Linked DNA regions of Mus musculus: region 2 is linked to region 1. A link is a contact called in public HiChIP or PLAC-seq data. All regions are on one chromosome and are shown on one strand. Each heading gives the region's core, a stretch centred on a gene start, on an enhancer-like site or on the middle of the called end of the contact. The rest is flanking DNA. Distances are from core to core; before and after follow the strand shown.

Region 1 (4,349 bases), core at 793-3,292:
TTACTCACTAAGGATCTCAGGTGACTATTCCAGAAGATCTTATTGATCAGCTTAGCTTGGCAACTCATGAGAATCCTACAGCTGAATCCATCCCTCTACAGAAATGACACCACTGTTGATACAAGTCTTTTGAGTACAGCACCACCACCACAACTACCCGAATGGGTTTGGGATACAGAAAACTTTTGATGCATCCCAAACCAACCATGCAATAACTTGTACAAATGTTCTTGGAAGAAATTCCAAACTCTTTAGCATGGCCCTGTGGGCTGAGAAGTCTGACCACTGACTTCTTTCTTAGCCTCATCTGGCATCATGCCCAGCTTCCCTTCCTCCCTGTGCTCAGCCACATCAGCCCTCTGACCTTCCTTGAAAACTACAGATCCTTTGGATTGACTTTCCATTGAATTGTCTTTCCTCTCTTGACACTGCTCTTCCCACTGATTCCTATCTGTCCTTCCAATTTCAACTCAAGCGTCATTTCCACAGAACAGTCTGTATGGCTCTAGCTACACACACACACACCTCCCTGTCTGACCTGGATCCTTGGTGCCCTCTCTTGCCATCAATTCATACGATTGTTTGATTCATGTCTCTTTCACTAGTACTCAGCTAGTCTCAGCAGAGTGGGCCTGCCTGGTCTTGCTCACCACTGTTTATACAATAGCCAGCCCAGCATCTCCTGCATGGCAAGTGTCCAGTGATGCGTGAATGAACGGATGAGTGGATGAGTAAATGAGTGGATCTCCCTGCCATGGTTTTTCTTGTTTCACGTATGCTGCTAAGCTTTTCAGGGGGGTTGTAAAACTAGCGTGCAGAGTAGAAAACACATCTGGCCCAGAGCTGTTCTTAGTACTTCTTCCAGGTAAATACAACAAGGTCTTCGCTCTTCATCCTTCTTAAGAACATTTGAGTGCCTTTGAAACAGCACAATACTAAATGTTTAATAAATCCAATTTTAGGTTTGACTTCTTTTTGGAGAGAAAAGTAATGTCTCCTTCTTTCTACCACTGAAAAAAATGCATTTCCAGATGGACTTATACCACTGAGCATTCTGCTTTTGCTTCTCCTATTAAAGGCATTTCCCACCACTTAATGTTTCACTTCACTTATCCCAATTTCAAGAACAGTATGTAAGTGCATATAATAAGAAGCAGCAAAAGACTGTATGTAATTACTTACACTGCACATGACCCTCTTTAAACTTCTCATGTAGAGTCTGATAAATGTCACCCACGAAAAAGAGTCAAAGATTCCAGAATGTTTAAGGTCTAGAGGGACTAGTGAATGCTGTCAGTCATTTTCTCCCCCTTTTTACATTTGGGGTGATCTTCATATCTAGTGTCTAAAAGCCTTATAAGATAAGCCAGGATTGGTATGGCTCTGTCTTGAAAAACAAAACAATCAAAAATAAAAAGCAACAAAACAAAACAAAAACCACCAACCCTATGGCAGACTGTACATTTAAGACTTAGGACCAACCAGGTAAGAGTAAAGTCAAAATTTTCCTTTTGGAAGTCATCCACTTTTTTCTCTACTATAGAAGGATTTCCAGGGCTATTCAATTTCTATTCTTTTGACACAAATAATCTTGCCTTTCATCTTTCTCTAAAAAGAGTGAGCTACTCTCCTACTTTATACACTGTCAGGTAACTTTGAACAAGTAATTTAAAATTTTAATGGTCTGTTGAAATGTACTTTTTCATGTTAAAACACAGTATCAAAAGAAGCACTGACATCCACGCTGACCGGGCATGACGCCCTGAGCCGTGAGCTTCAGTGCCTCTGAAACTGTCTGTGCTTGTTAAAAACAAAATAAAATAAAATAAAATAAAATAAAATAAAATCATTTTCCATTTTTACTTAATTTTTCTACTTCAGATTTTTCTTAATGTTCTCTTGAAGTAGAACTCAATAAGAGCTATGGATGGCCACTCACCTGTTAAAAGTCTGATTAGGAAGCAGAAGACAAAGACACGGCAGAAGTACGGCTTCATGTCTGCCAGGAGCAGTTGCAGTCTTCTCCTCCAGTGCTCAAAAGTGTCAGTGAAGTCGTGATCTCAGTTGTTTTCAGTTTTCTGGAGAGGAAGTGGGTTTGTGGAGGTTGATGTGGTGTCACATTTATCATCCACTTCTACTTGGAGAGCTATCACAGCGCCTCCTGCATGGCAAGTACCCGGTGATGTATGAATGGATAGATGCGTAAATGAATGACTAGATGGATGAATGTGTGAATGAATACATGGATGTGTGAATAAATGGATGGATGGATGGATGGATGGATGAATGGATGAATGGATAGATGGATGCATGCATGTATGAATGAGTGAATGGATGGATGTGAGAATGGAAGGATGAATGGATGCATGTATGTATGTATGTATGTATGTATGGATGGATGGATGGATGGATGGATGGATTTCATTTTCAAAGCTATTTATGTGTCATTTGTGCTTCTAGGGACTTCATGGACCATTCATATCACTGCTGGGTGGAAAGCATTACCGTTTGTAGGGTGGATGCTTAATTCACAGATTTTTGTTGATCATGAAGGCAGGAAGAAAATGTGACCCTCTTTCTGGTTAGAAACACAAAGCCCATCATTTTCAGAAGCAATTCATTCAGATCTCTATATCAATAGCTACTGGGGACTGCAGGATCCAACACAAATTATGAATAAGGCATATTTTGACACATTTGTCAGGGCTATTTACTCCAGAGATGTAAGGCCTTTGAAATAGGACAGAAAATAAATGAAAGTTTTTAAGAAAATGACATTTTAAAACATCTGAAAGAGGAATATTCCTGGAATATGAGAAATAATATTTATATGGTGTTCATTGTAGATTATGATTTTATAAATGATAGGGTCAGGTTTAAAGTGACTTAACCCCTTTTCTCTAAGTTACAGTCATCTGTAGAAACTCGAGAGTCTGTCTGCATGTATGGTGCAAATGAAGCAAGAAAGCTAAGATGCCTGATAAAAATCTCTGTCTCTGCAGAAAGAGAAAAAAGACAGTAGCAATGGCAATAATGCAAATAATTTATTTACAGCCACCTAAATTTTATATGAAATATATCTTAATTAATTATATATAATATTATATATAATATAATATAATATAATATAATATAATATATATGTGGTATATATATTATATATATATATATATATATATATATATATATATATATATATATGATATATATAATTTAAAGGTAAAGAGGATGAGAAATGGCTCAGTGGGTAAAAGCACTTGCTGTCAAACATAAGGACCTGAGTTCAAATCCTTAACAACCTTGCAAAACCTGGGTGTGGTTGTGCATGCCTGTAACCACAGAACACCACAGGAGGGCAGACAGGAGGATCCTCAGAGCTCACTTGTCAGTCAGCCTAAGCAAAATGGTGAGTGTCAGGTTCCATGAGAGACCCTGTCTCAAGGAACAGCAGGAAGAATGATAGAGGAAGGTGCCCAGTGTCCTCTTCTGGCCTCTCAATGACTGCTCATAGACTACACACAACACATGGATACTACACACCATACCACACACACACACACACACACACACACACTTCAATGTAGAATAACAAATGGCTTACTTTGTATAGAGAATACCAAATACTATGAATATAGTTAATAGTATGCTTAAATTGTTTTAATGGACTTTTTGTGTGCATACATATTCATATTATTCTATGCATATTGTTATTTACTTTATGAATCGTGGGCCACTATTTTCCTCATCTCAGAAATAGGGAAAAATGAGGCAAAGAAAAGTAAAAGGCCTGGCCTCGCCCAAGCCCTATAGGAAGTGGCTGTGCTGGCATTTGAAGAGTCTAGTTCTCAAGTGCCCACTCTTAACTAACCAGAAAGAGTCATTCATGCCAAGGCCTGCCACTAAGATGTAGCTGAGGTCTCCTGTGACTGCCTCAGTTCTAGCCTGTCCTCAATGAGGCATGTGTAAGTGACTTACACTTTTTAGTGTGGGTCCCTTCCCCTTACTATGTACAGAGAGCTAGCTCCTACGTCACGAGTATAGTGCTCTCGTGAACACCAAGGGGCCCCAATTCTAGAGCTCAGAAACATTTCATGAGGAAGGTTGGAGGTCACATGCAGATGATGAGAACCTGAAATATTTCTAATACATTCACTCATTCTTCAAGTCTCCCAACAATTCTACCAAGAAGATCTCCTCATCCTCTCTGGGTCATTTATGAGAAACTGAGAGTTGGAGAGGTTGTGTGATTAACCCAGGGTCACATGGGGTACAATGGGTACTGGTCAAACTCAGCACAGTGGAACTTCAGGTTCTACACTTTACACTGCCATCACACACACTGATGCTGG
Region 2 (4,281 bases), core at 685-3,184, 160 kb before region 1:
CTTCTGTGAGGAAACCACTAGAATGTTCTTGTGGGTTTTGAAGATGACCAAAAGGGTCTTGGAAATAAGTCTGTGGGATCTCTGGAAGGTTGCTCCAACCACTTCCTCTCCTCCTTCTAGCAGGAGAATGGAAAACTCCAGAGCCAATAGGGGCAATTTATAAAAGGGCCCTGCCTGGTACGTGGCTGCTTTTGGACAAAATGTCCCAATTAACCAAGAGCACACAAAACACGCAGGCTGACAACAGAAACTGGAAGGGCCCTGGGAAGTTCCCAGAGCCTTTGAGTTGTTCCGCACAGTGAGATGTGTCTACCCCAGGCAGGCTCACGAGCCTCCCAGCTGCCTGAGGCCAGTTGGAGGGAAGTTGAAATGTTCAACCTGTGAGGAGTCAGCGGGATCTTGGAGATAATGGAGCATTCAGTTTGACATCCCAAACTGGTGTATCCGGGAAGAGCAGGGCTCTTGCTGGGATGGGAGACAGTAATTGTTTTTTAGCATGACAGATAAGACACTCTGGCTTCTGCAGATCCCTTACAACTGGGAAACAACTGTTCTCAATGTCGATACTAAGATACTAAGTATTTAAATGTGGGCTTTCGGAGGAAGGCTTCCTTTCTCCCTGCCTGCCTGCCTGCTGTTCCTGCAGGACTACTTTCGAGTACGAATGTCCTTCTCTCACAGTTTTACACTCAAGTAGTACAAACATAGCCAATCTTAGGAGGATTTGAATATAATTAAATCAGTCCATTAAACTGGTAAGTGTGTGTGTGTGTGTGTGTGTGTGTGTGTGTGTGTGTGTGCTCACGCGCGCCCCCCACCCCCACCCCGTGCCTATCTTGAGGCCAAAGGTCAACCCAGGGTATCATTCCTCAGCAACTTTCTATCTCATTTTGGCCTGGAACTTGTCAATTAGACTAAGCTGGTTGGTCAGTCAGTACCAGGGTCCTCCTGTCTCTACCTCCACAGTGCAGGGATTAAGGGCACTGAAGCCTCTCCCCAGCCCTCAGCCCATCACTAAGAACCTTCTGAGGGATTATAGGGACCAGCCTGTGACTGGACTGGGTTCCGTGACTGGCGGATAATAAACTCTAAGAGTGCAATTCGAGAATTGCAAAGGAGCAAGAAGGCAGAAGCTAGTGAAAGACGTTATGTGATGGCAATTATAAACAGACTGTTCCCTCTGAGGTTGTACACAGAGCAGTCCCTCCTTGGGTGTTCCCATTGCCAGCTGCAGTCAAGTGGATCCACAGATGTACTATCCTTAAGCGGGAACCCATCTCCCCCAACCCCACCCCCACCCCCCGGCAGTGCAGATCCCACCTGGTGATCACCCTCTATAGTGATCCATCTAGTATCTCACTAGCTGGGCTGACAAATATTTAACCTACAGGGAAGGACATTTAAGGAGATACATCTCTAGCTTCTCCTCCTCGAGACCCAAATGAGATTCTTGAAAACATCAGACAAAACAGTTCTCAGAATAACGTTGCCTTCAGAGAGGGATTTCCCCCTCTATTTCCCCTCCCACTTTTGTAGAGTCCAGCTGTCTTTCTCACCCCCCACATCTCTACCTCCACCCCTCCCCAGCAAACTCTGGAAAAACAGTAGTAACTAACATTTGTGCCTTTGGCAATAAAACCACAGGCCTTGCAAACCCCAAATGGCAAAAAGACATTTCCATTCCAATCCCAGTTTTAAATTAAACTGTAATGAAAAATCAGCAGTGGCAGCTGGGACCAGAGACACTGATTGTCTCTAGGAACAAAAAGGAGGGGTGCGGGGCCGGGGATAGGAGAAAGAAAAGAGACCGCAAGTCAGCCTCGCTCTGGCAATAAAGCATCTGGTAAACCTTCAAGTATAAAGAAATTAGAAAAACAAATCTACTACTGAGACAAGCCAAGATGGCTGTTTCCCTCCGCAATCACAGCGAGGCGGATCACAAATCACCCTCCACTTTATCAATGGACAAGGAGGGTGAGGGGAGGCGAAAGAAATGCGCAGGCCTGTAGTGACACCTGGAGGAAGATGAGGGTAATTCTTTGGGGGGGGCGCTTCCCCGCCCCCACTCTCGCAGGGTCTGCGGATTTAGGCTCTTTCAGGAACCCCAAGCATCAAGGAGACCCCTCAGGGCTTCAAGGGAAAATAAGAGGGGCATCACTGCCTTCTTATTCTTTACATATGAACAAATTGCTTTTAGGAAAAGAACATCGACTTCAACTGGAGTTTTCCACCCAGTAATTTGAGTACTTGAGTAAACTGAACCCAATCCCGCTGTTTTAACTTTTTTTTTTTTTAAATTCAAAATCAGAATGAGATGAGATGAGCTCCGGTCTAGAAAATTTTTATTTTATAGCTTTCCAAAACTTGCAAATTCTATAGATCCTCCAGTATATACTTTCTATTTTCTGAATATCTGTGATGGGAAGAATAGAGGGTGGGGAGAATCTGTACTAACTGTACGAACCAAAGATGCTCCCAAGAGAAGGGGTTCTGAACTGGAGAGTGAGTGGGTTTGTGATAAATACAAATTCAGGACTGTGAAACCCGTGTTATAGCCTTATTTTGTTCTCAGGAGTTTTGTGTGATCTTTTGAAATTGGTAACAGTTTTCTAAAAGCCACAAAATACACGTAGGCGGTCACATGACTGTAGATATTCACAGAACAACCATGGGTAGATAGCTTGGAGCAGGGATGACAGATATCCCTCGATCCTTCCGGGAATTCTCCCACAGAGAAAAATAATCAGATAAAACTTACAATGTGATTGCCTGTTTATACATCTGAAGAAATTTCTTTATAGAAAGAACAGTTGCTGTGACCAGAAATATACAAGAACATTAAAAAACAAAAAGTATGGCCTGGCCTGGCATGGTGGTGTCCAGGGGTGGGGTGGGGTAAAGGGGGCGGGAGGAGCAGAGGCCTATGGATCTCCGAATGTTCCAGGAGAGCCAGAGCTACTTAGCCCTATCTCAAAACTGTACCAGAAAAGAGGTCAGAAGCAGCATGAAGCAACAGTGTAAAAGGAATCTAGTATTTAAGTGGAACGCCCTGCAGAAAGCTCCAATTGTTTATTTTACCTAATTAATGTTGGTTTTAATGCACCTGGTATGTAGCGCCGAGCGTGGGCACACAAACTCTGGGTAGCACCTTAGTGGAAATTCCACTTGCTCACTCGCTCCACCCTGGAAGCCTGAACTAACAACCCATCATCCCCGGTGGATCACACCACACACACCCATCCCAACTCCACCCCTACCCCGCAACTATCGTAGATCTGGCTAATGGATGCAACACCCAGCAGATCCGGCTAACACGTATTGACTTACCCAAGGAGAACTGCAGCCTTACTATAGCTATTGCTCTCTCTGTCTCTCTTTTATTATCAGATCGTTTTCAGTATTGATATTTATTATTTTAAATTATTTGTCTGTGCCTGGAGGGCAGAGGTATTGGGTTCTCTGACAAGTTACAGGCAGCAGTGTGCTGCCTCCTGCCTAGTGTGGATGCTGGAAGCTTAGCTCCGGTCCTCTGGAAGATCAGTGTGTGCTCTTAGCCTCAGAGACATGAGGCTTTTCAAATGTTGGTCTTTGTTTTATCTACAAATAGTTAAACAAAACAAATGGCTTCTTATGACTGAGTCCCAGTGGCTTCCACCCCTGTCTTAGGGTCTAGTATCTCTGCCTCCCACGGTTTGGTTTCTCTGTTTCTCACTTTCTCTTCCCGCCTCCTTTTTCCTGCCTTACTCTTGATCTCTGAGCTCTAATGAGGCACAGTCAGAGGAAAATATTCAACCTCTTTAAGAAGTTTGGATACTCAACATTGTAAATCTTCTTAAGAAATTGAACAATAAGAATATTTTATTTCATGGTGAAAGCATGAAATAAACACATACAGATTTTTCCCTCAATAAGCTTTTCCCCATCAGTTTTTGCTATGAGCCACCACACACACACACACACACACACACACACACACACACACACACCACTCTACTGATGGTTTCGGTATGCGTAGTAGAGCCTCCTTTAGCTAATGACTGTGAAAAAAAATAACATAATATTTTAGTGATGTTTCCTGAAATGGAACTATAAAAGACCTACTGTGTACTTCAAGGCTCTGATTTTTGGAGTTTGTTTTACCTTTGTTGGTTTTTGAGGGGAGGGTGTTGGCCATTGAACAAATAAACAAACCACTACATTCATCAAATGTTTCTTTGCACTACTACACTACATAAACATGTCAATAAATCCTCACCAGCTAAACTCCCACTATGTTAGAAA

What was found. HiChIP or PLAC-seq counts read pairs in DNA pulled down with a chosen protein or histone mark.
Region 2: a contact with region 1 is called in a BATF HiChIP or PLAC-seq map of CD8 T cells, with 23 read pairs. The contact joins the enhancer-like site here to the promoter of Icos in region 1. A contact is called at or near these places in 1 of 15 datasets of contacts at CTCF or cohesin (CD8 T cells), 10 of 484 Hi-C or Micro-C datasets (CD4 T cells, CD8 T cells, Th1 cells and 4 more), 2 of 115 datasets of contacts at active chromatin or transcription factors (CD8 T cells and regulatory T cells) and 1 of 9 other capture datasets (pancreatic islet).

What each region holds. Positions count from the first base shown.
Region 1 is chr1:60,975,607-60,979,955 of GRCm38.p6, reverse strand. Icos (inducible T cell co-stimulator) reads right to left here and starts at 2,042. Exons shown (of 5, transcript NM_017480.2): 1 at 1,940-2,042. The coding sequence starts at 1,997.
Region 2 is chr1:61,137,109-61,141,389 of GRCm38.p6, reverse strand. No RefSeq gene overlaps it. Among named protein-coding and RNA genes, the nearest start is that of Icos, 160 kb to the right of the region's middle. Within about 2 kb of position 1,934, at least 74 of the 459 cell types and tissues checked have an H3K27ac peak or open chromatin away from gene starts, as enhancers often do. A contact at or near this core is called in CD8 T cells, Th1 cells, Th17 cells and 1 more, where this site is marked.